2 separate regions of the Danio rerio genome follow, and region 2 is linked to region 1. Evidence: chromatin contacts called from public Hi-C data. All regions are on one chromosome and are shown on one strand. The core of a region is the stretch at or near the end of the contact, and the rest is flanking DNA. Distances in the headings are between cores, read along the strand shown. Region 1 holds the start of evx2 (even-skipped homeobox 2). Region 2 holds the start of atp5mc3a (ATP synthase membrane subunit c locus 3a).

The links. A called contact is a pair of places that touch in the nucleus more often than the background predicts.
Region 2: a Hi-C map of an unstated tissue shows a contact between it and region 1, with 4 times the contacts expected there. The contact joins the promoter of atp5mc3a here to the promoter of evx2 in region 1. A contact is called at or near these places in 2 of 18 Hi-C or Micro-C datasets (embryo and an unstated tissue) and 1 of 4 datasets of contacts at active chromatin or transcription factors (embryo).

Annotation. Positions count from the first base shown.
Region 1 is chr9:1,997,236-2,004,118 of GRCz12tu, reverse strand. evx2 (even-skipped homeobox 2) reads right to left here and starts at 3,882. Exons shown (of 3, transcript NM_131232.2): 1 at 3,118-3,882; 2 at 2,343-2,581; 3 at 1-1,786. The coding sequence starts at 3,520. The coding sequence ends at 1,172.
Region 2 is chr9:2,331,997-2,338,554 of GRCz12tu, reverse strand. It overlaps atp5mc3a (ATP synthase membrane subunit c locus 3a), which reads right to left and starts at 1,737. Exons shown (of 5, transcript NM_201176.1): 1 at 1,686-1,737; 2 at 1,409-1,485. The coding sequence starts at 1,447.

The DNA of each region.
Region 1 (6,883 bases), core at 2,633-5,132:
ATTTGGCTTAATGCAATTTAAACCTATGCGTGTCGTAACAAAATATTTCACCATTTTGATCTGTACAAGTGCTATTTTGCTATCTTTAAAATGAGGTTTTATAGGAAGAATTCCGCCCAGTGACAAAAAAAAATGTATGCAGACAGAAATGCATGAGCAATTTGTCTGAAGTTTGGGGTTGTGTGGATAATCCCATTATATTGTGAGTGAAGAGTCTCTACTGGGAGTATTATGGAAATATCGGTTTGGATTTAATGAGACTGCTCGCATCAGCGGAACATCTCTGAGAGAAAAGTCTACCCAGGCCGGCCAAGGTTCCAATAAGAAGATTGGAAATAGGACTCGGTGGAAAGGGATTTTTTTTTAAATAATAATCATAAAAAAATCTCAGGTAACGAATACCACGTTTAATACTGTACAATCTACACACCAAGAACAATGCGAAATGCTCAAGGTCTTTTATCTATCTTGTCTAATGACTTCCCACAGCGGGTTGTTATGCTTTGACAGCGAGTCTCTGAACGGGAACTTTCTTACATTTCCACATTCAAAGGAGGTCCATCAAGGTACATGATTGGCAATTTTCGTCATAATCTTCACATTATTAACAGCAGAATTGACATTGTAGCAGTAGTGCACATTTTATGCGCCTCACTCCTAGATCATCAGGGAGAGTCCCTCGAGCAGCAACACTTTCAGAATAGCATCGTTACATCTCGCGCCTGGTCCCCTATAACTGATGCTACTAAAGTGGCACAACCAGTGTATAGCTATTCTCTTTACTGCACACGGTGTGGATGTAACCAAAATAACACTTGCATACAGTGCCTAGTATTACAAACAAGCCAAATAATACTTAAAAATAAATTAAACATGTGCCTAGTAATACAAATAAGTCAAATAATACTTAAAATAAAATAAACATGTGCCTAGTAATACTGAAAAGTAAAGCATGTTGGTATAAATAACCGTATTTGATCAAATGTAATAGTGTGTGTGTGTGTGGTGATCTTAAAGGCCTTAACAGTGTATTTTAAATAGATATTTTTGTAATAATTCTGGGCGTACACTGGAATGAAAATGCTGTCCCTTTTGTAATTTAAAAATAATAACAATAATCCTAATAATTGCATGTGCTTTAAATAAAAGAAGTGTGTATGCCAGTAGTGAGCTATCTATTAAGCGCGCTTTCTTCTCTCTGGTCCGGTGAGGGCACCGCGGTTTTGCTGAGGACTGCCGCCGAGTATGGCAAAAATCCGCTCTCAGACCTTTGCCCGGTCGCCGTGCAGGTAAAATCAGAGCTGGAGCTCCTGGAGCCCAGTGCGCTGGCGGCCTGACTGCTGTGGCAGCTGAGACACGAGCACGGCCCGGTAGCCGAGGGCGCGCTGACCGCCGCAGCCGCTGCCGCCGCCGCCGCTGCCGCCGACGCAGCCGCCGAGCTGTTTAAACCAGCGGGTGACTGGTACAGTCCTGGATGTCGAAAGCTACACAGCAGCTCTGGGCGCGAATATGGATGAGAAAGCGCACGGAAAGTATCAAGGGGACGTATAGAGGTAGCAAAAGGTGAGGATGCGGCTCCTGAGGCGGCTGCCGCAGCAGCTGCTGCCGTGACACCGACATGGGGGTAATAGTGTAGTGGCATGTGGGAATGAAAAGGGTAAGGCAGACTTCCGGTGGCGGCGGCGTGCGTCATCATATAGGTGTAGAAGCTGGGATCGGCGGGATGTGGCCAGGACATGGCAAGCCGCTGCCGCTTGTCCTTCATTCGTCGATTCTGAAACCACACCTACACGTATCCACAGAACAGGTAACAATTAGGGATCAGGTGAGCAGGTGGGGAAAATTAAACATCACAGTTTTGAAATCTCATGGCTTGTGTATAAATAATATTTGTAAATTAATGTAGCTGATCTATTGAGAAACGAATTATTATTGTTGTTATTGTTAAGAGAGGAGAAATTGGTGTCACTTGCAATTCGACAAATAGTTTTGCAAATGCAACTAATTTTAATATCTTAGGAGAGCTCAGATGAAAAAGACGGGGTTCTGCATCAGACAAAATAAAATTGTCTGTATTACACAGTGCTTTAGCTACATCCCTGCATTATTTATGTCCACTATATAGAAATATTCTTTATATATATATATATATATATATATATATATATATATATATATATATATATATATAACAGAATGGATTATTATTTTAGATTTGGCAATGGGCATTTAAATGCGTGAATTTATAGTGCTAGAGCATGTAACCAGTTAATATTTGTTTGCTAAACATTATAAATTAGCAGGTACAAATTATATCCTGGTGAACAAAATCAGAGCATTACCTTTATTGTTGTTTCGGGCAGGTTTAATGCTGCGGCTAATTCACATCTCCTGGGTCTCGAGACGTAGTTTTCCCTGTAAAATTCTTTCTCCAGTCTTCCAATCTGCTCTCGGGTAAAAGCAGTCCGGTACCTCCTCACCTGGTCCGAGCTCGAGCTGCTGTTTCCCATGGAATTACCGTTAAGATTCGATAGAGAGGATGAACTTGTATTGGAGCCTCCTGAATTGCTGTCCGAGAAACCTAAATCGGATAACGAAAGAGATACAATTCAAATGTATAAATATTTTACAAATATATTTTGAGGTAAAAAACACATTAATTTGAACATTAAAATAATGAACAAAGAAAATCATGCATTTGTAAAATAAGTTAAATTAAACGGGAACGTTTTGGGATCGCATTACATTTTTTTTACTCAGAGATTCAGTGTAAAATATTTTGAATAAACGAAAGATCTAAAGGAAAAAATAAAATGCAATTACATATACACAATTAAATGCAAACGTTTGCATATATATTTTTTTTAAAACGCTAAATGTGTACACTACATAATGCAACGACAGACAATTTATTTCGATAAATGCATCGACATGCTAGCACTCAGACATTAGGAAAAATGCAACACTAAAATATTACTGAACACACAATAAAAAAAATAAATACTAAGCACATTTAAACCATTAATATAAACCAAATTCTAAAGCAGTTATCTTTAAAAAATAAATATCGACATAAACAAATTGAAAAAAAAACGCCTTTTCACGCAATTTCTTTACCTTTATTGTTGTTCTCCTTGTGTTGGCTGATGCTGCCCGGGGAACGATGAGACGGGCAGCCCACTTCCACATCGCTGTTCATGTCGGAGTCAGGAGAAACTTCAGGATACAGGTTTATTTTCTTCCGGCTTTCGGAGGACGACACTTCTGTTGAGGAAGTGTTGTCGTTGTGGTGGTTCCCAAATAAGCTGTCGATCTCGAACTTGCCTTTGGTGGGAATATCCCCATGCAGCGAGGCGGAAGTTATTCTCGGGCTGAGGCGACCTGCGTGCTGGGAATTTTCCAGGGCCTCGAGCACCGCGTTCCCGGCCGAGTCGGTGAGGTTGGAGAGCCTCTTCCCTGCCACTGGACTGTGTAGTCCCCTTTCCATCAGAATCATTTCTTTTCTTATCCTCTCCATCATGAAGTCGTGCAGAAAAAATCCAAAGTCCCAGGGCTGGTGCTCCGATGACTGGTGGCGGATCTAATCCGCATTCAGCTCAGCTGCCGCCTCTAAATAATATAACACCTTTATGAGCTGGAAGGCAAAAAAAAACAGAGGAATGCCAGTGCGGGCAACGAATGACTGCTCAAAATGACCCGCGCATCCTCTCTGGTCCAGAAAGTCATTCATCAAAAAGTGGTTTGCGCCTTCGTCGTTAAAGGTGCGCGTGACGCGGCTCGAATGATCATTTATTGTAACAGGTTTATAAGCAAATAAATAGGAGAGAGACTGTCATCGGTTGATAGAGTCGGCCCTTGATCGGCCAGACGCGTATATCCAGGTGGAGAGAGAGAGGAGAAGTGAGGAGAGAGCAGCTTCTGATCTGAGTCTGTTTTAGATGGCTCCTGGGGTTGGCCTCTGGGGTGAAATTGACAGTCTGATTAATAAAATGAGCGCGGCAACATTTCCCTCTTCATTTAGGAATATCATTATGCTTTGATTCTCTATTGTTCCTTCCTTCTGTTCTGGCTCTCCCTCTCCCTCTCTCTCTCCCTCTCTGAGCTCTGTTTCTTTTTTCTTTCTCTGTCGATTATTTCACACAGACGTTTTCGAATGAGAGGCATTAGTTAAAGATTTTTTTTTTTTTTTGCATCCAATTAGAAGATCCCGTTGCGAATATGGTTGTTTCTTTTCAAAATAACGATACGGACACATTGCATTTATAGTATTATTATTTAAACGATGCTGTTTTTCTTGTATTTGTTGGAGATTAATTATATATTTTTTTTCTGGAAAAAAACAGCACACATAACTACAAATTTGCGCATTATTAATTGATAAAATTATTTATTATTTTCTTACTGATGGACGTTTTCTAAAATGTGTTTTATTTAGCTGATATTGCTGAAATCAGGAGATGCAATGTTTTTTATTTATTTTTTAATAATGTCATCCTTTTTTTTATTTCTGACAATAAATGACGATGTCGTTTTTAAATACATGTTTAAAATGCATAAACGAAATTAAACATTTATTATAAGACAAGAGAAAAGAAGGAACAAATATGCATGTTTTAGCATTAGGATATACGGATAGCCTAGCATCTGTAATGTGTATTTCTAAATAATTATAGTTTTGCCGGTATCAAAACTCTACAGGGATTATAGCTAATAATAATGATAAATAACAAGTCAAACATCGCTGGTCATATACACACAAGAAATCTGATGCAAATGCAAAAAGCAATAATATTTACTTATTACCGCCCTGCACTGTGAATGCTTGTCATTCAGAGAATTTCTGAAATAAAAATTAAAACAGAAAGTTTATCTATAATTCCGAGGCTATAGTCTGTGCACTCAAATCAAGTGTTAACGCGGGGGCGTAAGCGTCTCTTTAAGGCGAGGTTAAGTTATCCACTTGAGAGAGATAGATAGAGAGAGAGAGAGAGAGAGAGAGAGACTGACCGAAATGCGTACTGAAATATTTTTTGCGTTCTTTGTCGCCCTCGCCAGTTTTTCAACAGATAATACAACACCTCTAATTTCTGTGTGCTCTTCAAATACGTTCTCATAGACAGCCTATATCCAATTAGTGCACTTACCAGTTTGTTCATTTTTAGTATCCTATTAATTATATCTTAATTTTGATACACAGACTCAAATAGCATGTTTGGTTAATAGACAAGAATAAAATAAATAATAATAATAATAATAATAATAATAATAATAATAATGCCTTAAAATAAGATATTGCTATAAACTGTCCCTGATGTGTGTAATTTGACGAGAGCCTTGATCACTTTCCATCCCATTTGTCTGCCAAAATGGACACAAAATAGATTATCAATGTAATTAAATAACAGCACGGTTTGTGAAGTGAATATCCTTTGCAGAAATATTGTAGTATTGTAAAGTAATGCATAGAATATTCATTCATTATTTTTTTCTTTGGTATTCATTTGTCCTTTCAGCTGCAACCCAGTACTGGGAAACATCCATAATTATTCACACACTATGGGCAATTTAGTTCAACAATTCCCCTATAGCGCATGAGTTTGGACTGGGGAAAACCAGTATATAAAAATATATATATATGAAATGCATTTTTATAATTATTTTAAACCTATTTAAAATTATGGCGGATAAGCCTAAGCAAAATGAATTAATTATAAACAAACAAACAAAAAAAAATGTTCTTTACAACAAACCCTAGCGTCGCTAAAACCCAAATTTGTGTGCATTTCTACGTGGAACACGATAGAAGATAAGAGACTTGTTTTACTTGTTTTCATAAGACTGAAAAAAAAAAACAATACTGACTTATTTTTTGTGTTGCACTTAAAAGTTCATACAGGTTATGAATGACATGGTGGGCACACATGAATGACACACGGTATTCTGGAACAATAAGATATCAGTTTTGTGGTTCATCTTCTAAATCAAGTCAGTCGTATTTTAATGCACTTTTCAGATTATCTTTGATCATTTTTTAAGTAAAACATTACAGTCGGGCGGCAAGGTGGCTTAGTGTTTAGCACTGTTGCCTCACAGCAAGAAGGCCGCTAATTCGAGTCCCGGCTGGGTCAGTTAGCATTTCTGTGTGGAGTTTGCATTTTCTTCCCGTATTGGCGTGGGTTTCCTCCGGGTGCTGGGGTATTGTGTTGTGGCGCTATAGGGGAATTGAATAAATATTTGCCATAGTGTATGTGTGTGTTTGTGATTGAGAGTGTATGGGTGTTTCACATGACCCGGTTACAGCTGGAAGTGCATCTGCTGCTTAAAACATATGCCTGAATATTTGTTGGTTCATTCCCCTGTGGAGACTTATCCCAATGAAAATTAATAAATGAATTGCTAGTCATAAACATTTCTCATTTGGTTTGATTCACAATGTAAAATAGTTGTGATAGCCTATTATTAGCTACACACATATGCAATTCAGAAATATTTTGTAATATAAAGACTTTAATTCAAAGTGTGCAACCTAAATTATACTAATTAAAACTGTGGAATGCACGATTGGGAAATTTCTAGCAAGACGATAATCCATCTGTGCACAAATGCATGCTCTCACCAAACATTTCAGTGATCCCGACAGCATTCTTTAAACCTGTGTGCTTAAAAAATAATCGACCGTAATAATTAGATTTAAACAAAGTTACATGTAAGAAGTTATAACGTGAAAATGAAACATGTTCTTATATAAATATGCGAACTTACACGCAGGGTTGCGTTTCCCAAAAGGATTAAAGAAGTATTTACGGGCTGTTTTAAAAGCGAGCGCCCATGCAGTATTCCCCACAGAGCCTGTGAGGGTATTGAAACGGACACAGACACGTGC
Region 2 (6,558 bases), core at 488-2,987, 340 kb before region 1:
TACATATTTAAATTTATTACAGTATATTGTAAAACACGCAAGTTTCAATTTACATTTATTCATTAATTTTCTTTTCGGCTTAGTCCCTTTATTTATCCGGGGTCAAAAATTACTGATGATATTTCATCCAAATAAAATCCATATATCATATTCATTCATTCATTCTCCTTCGGCTAAGTCCCTTATTTATCAGAGGAGCCAAAGCGGAAAGAATCGCAAACTTATCCAGCATATGTATTACGCAGCGGATGCCCTTCCAGCTGTAACCCATCACTGGGAAACATCCATACGCACTCATTAACACTCATACACTACAGACAATTTAGCCTACCCAATTCCCCTATTGCGCATGTGTTTGGACTGTGTGGGAAACCGGAGCACACGGAGGGAACCCACGCCAACATGGGGAGAACATGCAAACTCTAAACAGAAATGCCAACTAGCCCAGCCGAGGCTCGAACCAGCGACCTTCTTGCTGTAAGGCGATTAAGCGCCACTGTGACGCCCAATATATATTTATATCTATATATTAAAAAAAATTATTTAGATAATGCTTACACCGAACTAATAATGTGAGAGTATGTGATTGGCCAAGGACAGAAAAAAGTAAACACAACTAACCTATATTCAAGTATACAAATATCTGTTTTCCATGACTTTTCCAAAACTGTGTTGGTTTTTCCCAAAACTTTTCCAGGCCTGGAAAATGCCATGTCAAAGGCCAACTGACCTAGCTAATTACTTAGCTTATATTTTGTTATTATTATAACAGCTCAGGGATGATTTTTTTAATAAAAGGGTTGGAAATGAATGCTTGTTTTCTTTTTTCATCCAATTAATCGATTAATATTATAATATAATTTATTATTCTAAATGCATACACACCTAAAAAATGGCTATGGTTTCAAGTCCCCTCACTCCTATATTATGATATCACGGCTTTTTGTTACTTTGTGGGGCCAAATATTTCAAAACTAAAGCAAAAAGGTCAAAGGTGAATACAGCGCCTGATGTCAGCGTTAACCCTATTAAACCAGTCAATCATGAATGGATTTTTTTAACAACAACTAATTCCCTGTGACATAACGCTTTTTGAGCTAACGTTACCTTTAAATTGTATTTACTTTTTAACAGCCCTAGCACTTTCCCCCCTCTTTTCTTGTTTGTTTTGTTCGCTATTTTTGTTATTACTGAGGAGTTTATACGGTTATTACGTTATACATCTTTGTACCGTTAATATTGTATTCTTGTTAACAATTCAAATTTTAAAAAGAAGCCGTCCGTTAAAAAAAACGAACGAATTACTGACGTCAAACTGAACCGGCTGCAGGCCAAACGGCGGCGTCTTGTAATGAAAACTCGTCCTTTAAGCACAATAACAGTGTTTATTTGATCAAACATCACTCACCAGGGCAGGTGTGGAGACGAACTTTGCGCAGGTGAACATCTTGAAATATGAGTGAGTTTGTGAGCGGCCCGGGACTTCTGCAAACACAAAACATATATGTAACGTTAAGGTCAGAAAGGATTTCTGTGAAGAGCTTTACAAATACTGCAGGTCGACGACATTGAAATAATCTGCTAACACCGTCCGGCTTAAACCCGCATCTCTGCGCCCATACAAACAGAGGATGAAGGTGGATTTTTAAATCCTGAATGAAAACTAGCGTCCATGTTTAACTCACCGAAAGCAGAGGTCGAACCACCGGCTGAACTGCGCGTGCGCACAACTGACTCAGGTCAAAGAAGGGATACAGCTGTGGCAGGAAGTTAACGAGAATTGTTTATATTTTTGTATTTTATTAGCGTCTACTCCTAAACTCAACCCTCACTGTAATGTAAAAAAACAGTAATTATACCGCGTATTATTTACATTATTTAGTATATTACCCATTAAACTGTATTTTATTAACGTCTACCCCTAAACCCAACCCTCACAGTAATGTAAAAACTGTAAATATACCGTGTATTATTCACATTATTTATTATATTAACTATTAAATTGTATTTTATTAAAGTATACCTCTAGCCAAACCCTAAATTTAACCTTCAGAGTAATGTCAGAATATGAATTATTGTTGTACAGTTTCACACAAATTTTGCTATATCGATGTGAGTATCCGCAGCTGTATCCCCTCTAGACTTTACCGCGTAACGCCCCGGATGTAAGTGTAACGTCATAGCAAGGTCGTTGTTGCTTTCGAGCTTTATTTAAAAGTGATCGTTGACAATCCATCATCCGAGAAATATAAAACTTTGAATAATGTGATATCTGTATATAATGTAAATAACGCTTTATTTGAACATTTAGAGCAAAGAAGATTTAATAATTGATAGTATTTAAAGATAACAACAGCGCAGAAAATTACTGATGATATTTATTCTAAATAAAATCCACTTATCATATTCATTCATTCATTCATTCATTTTCCTTCGGCTTAGTCCCTTATTTATCAGAGGAGCCACAGCGGAATGATCCAGCTTATGTTTTACACAGCGGATGCCCTTCCAGCCGCAACCCAGTACTGGGAAACACCCATACACTCTTATTCACAGACACACTCATACACTACAGCTAATTTAGTTAATTAATTCCTCTATAGCGCATGTGTTTGGACTGTGGGGGAAACCGGGGCACCCAGAGAAAACCCACTCCAACATGGGGAAAACATGCAAACTCCACACAGTCACAGAAATGCCAACTGGTCCAGCCGACTCGAACCAGCGACCTTCTTGTTGTGAGGTGACAGTGCTAACCACTTAGCCACTGCGTCGCCTACAAGAATATCTAGTCTAATATTATTTACTGTCATCATGGCAAAGATAAAATAAATCAGTTATTAGAAATGAGTTATTAAAACTATTATGATTAGAAATGAGTTGAACAAATCTTAAACAGAAATTGGGGAAAAAACACGGGGGGCTAATAATTCTGGCTTCAACTATATATATATATATATATATATATATATATATATATATATATATATATATATATATATATATATATATATATGTATATTAGGTTAACTATTTTACAGTGTAGGTTTTAATAAGACTTAAACTTATAGTTATGTCATAAAAATGTGAGAATATGGCAAAAGGTCAAAATTGAAAGATAAAAGTCATAATTATGACCAAACCAATACTTTTTCATCACACACTGAGAAAAAAACCAGTAGAAAAATGAATTTAAAAAAAAAAACTGAATTTTATCCACATATTTACAGTTTTGTCTTTTTTTGTTACATTTTAAATTGATGTTGATTTAATTTAATAATAAATAAATTAAAAAGCAATAAATAAATAAACACAATCTATTAATTAAGGACATGTCATAATCAGTTAATTTTTAACTTTTAATTTTCCATCAGGATATTATGTTTTTTTACAGATATACATTACATATACACGTTAATAACTATGTCAAATCTTGACTTTTAATGTCATAGTTATGGTTACCAACGCATTGCATTTTCTTCTTTATTTGTCAGATGTGAACCATAACAAACACTGACCTATTTGTATTTCACATGCCATTTGATAGAGATATAAATAATGAAACATACCGTGCAAACGTCCTAATTACTATACCAGCTTTGTTGGCCTAAGACTTTTGCACAAAATATAATCAATCAGACTCTTTATTCAAAACAAACAGAAAATATAAGAAATATGAACAAAAAACAACAACAGCACAACATTTCCTCTTCAAGCAAGAGTCTGTGTTTAATGTGGCTTTGGCTCTTGGCACCTTTTGTTCTAATTGTCCTGACATTTTCTAAACTAATGTGCTGTGTAATAATAATATCAGGCTACTTTCAGCACTTTCCAGAGTTCTTCTTTAGGTTTAAAGCGTAATATCTTTCTTTTTCTATCCAGATGATCTCATACAGACTCGATAATATTCAGCTCTGGACACTGTGTAGGCCATTTCATGACTGCCTGTGTTTCATCAGCTGTTTTCGGTCTCCAAACAGCATTTCACTACAATCAGCGGATCATTATTATACTGAAAATTAAAACTATTACCAGAAGTAATAGCATAAAGGATTAAAACCTATATGTACTTTTTAACATTCACAATTTAGACAATATTGCTAACAACACGGCTAGAAATAGAGCTCAAACCAGGACAAACAGCCTCTCTCCAACATTGTCTGAAACTATTAAACCAAAATAATTAAAATTCTAAGCCAACTCCTGGCCTAACAAACCATTCATCAGCTGAAAGTTCATTTATTCACACTGTCTACATCAAAAAATGTTCAAATAATGACAAAAAATGTACACTTATGACTGGTTTTGTGGTGAAGGGTCACATATATAACTATATTACCATAAGTAAAACAACAGATTAAATGTTAAGCCTAACACATTTGCACTGTACTGTATTTGTTTTGAATTATTATATATTATAATATTAACCATTTCACATTCGACTAGATCATGCATCTCTCATTAATAAAAAAATAATAGTTATAAGAGTTCATATTTCTGTAATCCGGTCCCACACACACACACACACACAGTATGCATGTTCACCATACACATAGAAGTGTGTTTCAGCTCTGCGGGTCTCTGAGGTGTGAATGATGTCGGTGATGTTCTCCCCAAGCTCCTGTCACTGAGCGTCTGCTTATTCGTCTGCAGCTCCGCATGCAGTATTTGTCTGCTTGAGGGTGATGAATGGCCTGCGGGTGCCGCGGGTCGAGTGGAGGTTCAGGTAATGAGTGCAGTGAGTGTGACGAGCTCAGGTGCGATCAGTACAGGTGAGAAGAGCTCAATCACACTGTATCACTGCTACTAAAACATCTGACACATCTCTGAAATCATCATGCTACTCATCGAATTAGATTTGTTTATTGTATGGGGCTGTTGAATGATTCTGATTGGCTGATGAGCATACTAAAGTTATAATCAATTCAGTTTGAGTTTTTTTGTATAGAGAGTTTGGCAATAATAATTGTTCTGAATTGGCTTTAAAGGGCACATCGTTACATTACATTACAGTCAAAATCAGAAATTTTAAGGTGTTGTTTATAGGGACCAAACCGGCGATAAAATTAAATCAAAATTAATTGTTTTGATCAAATTAAAGCAAAATAATTGAATTAAAATATTGTTAACATAGACAATCTTATTGTCAAGTGCTACCTGTTTAACTAGGTATATGTCATGGTGTTAAGAACACTAAATATGTAATGTAAGTGTCTGAACATTAGCACAATGTGATTTGACAGGATTGCTTGACCTCTGCCTGTGGTGCATTGTGGGATGTGTCGCTCTCCAGCAGAGGGGGTCAGTGAGCCTGATGTGGTCCAGCATTGATCTCTGCTGAGTCTCAGTCTAGAAGAAACACACACACACACACACACAACACCTCCACATGCTGATCCTGTAGTTCTGGATACAAAACTGTGCAAAGCTACTGTGTTTACAGAATACTGCATCCCATAATGCAAAACTATTATCCCTGTGTGAATAATAAACTATAAAATATAATTGATCTAGTCTCACTTTATTACCTTGCCAGGTTAAGGTAGGGACAAGGTTAGTGGTCTGGCTAGGTTAAGTGTTAATTAAGCTTAATGACAGGTTTAGTGATATGGGTTCATTAAGGTTGGTTAAGGTCAGGTTTATTGGTATGGGTAGGTTTAAAATTGGTTAAGGTTAAGGTCAGGTTTATTGTTTTGGGTAGGTTTAAGATTATATAAGGTTAAGGTCAGGTTTAGTGATATGGGTATGTTTAAGATTGGTTAAGGTCAGGTTTAGTGGAGTGGATAAATTTAAGGTTAGTTAAGATTAAGGTCAGGTTTAGCAATATGAGTTCGTTAAGGTTAGTTAAGGTCAGGTTTAATGTTATGGGTAGGTTTAAGATTGGTAAGGTTAAGGTCAAGTTTAGTGATATGGGTAGGTTTAAGATTGGTTTAGGTCAGGTTTAGTGATATGGGTAGATTTAGGATTGGTTTAGGTCAGGTTTAGTTATATGGGTAGATTTAATATTGGTTTAGGTCAGGTTTAGTGATATGGGTATGTTTAAGATTGGTTAAGGTCAGGTTTAGTGGTGTGGATAAATTTAAGGTTAGTTAAGATTAAGGTCAGGTTTAGCAATATGAGTTCGTTAAGGTTGGTTAAGGTCAGGTTTAATGGTATGGGTAGGTTTAAGATTGGTAAGGTTAAGGTCAGGTTTAGTGATATGGGTAGGTTTAAGATTGGTTTAGGTCAGGTTTAGTTATATGGGTAGATTTAGGATTGGTTTAGGTCAGGTTTAGTTATATGGGTAGATTTAGGATTGGTTTAGGTCAGGTTTAGTGATATGGGTAGGTTTAAGATTGGTTAAGGTTAAGGTCAGGTTTAGTGATATGGGTAGGTTTAAGATTGGTTAAGGTTAAGGTCAGGTTTAGTGATATGGGTAGGTTTAAGATTGGTAAAGGTTAAGGTCAGGTTTAGTGATATGGGTAGGTTTAAGATTGGTTTAAGTTAGACTCAGTGATAAAGGTCAGATTAAGTGACATGGCAAGGTTTAAGGTTGGTTAAGGTTAATGTCAGGTTTAG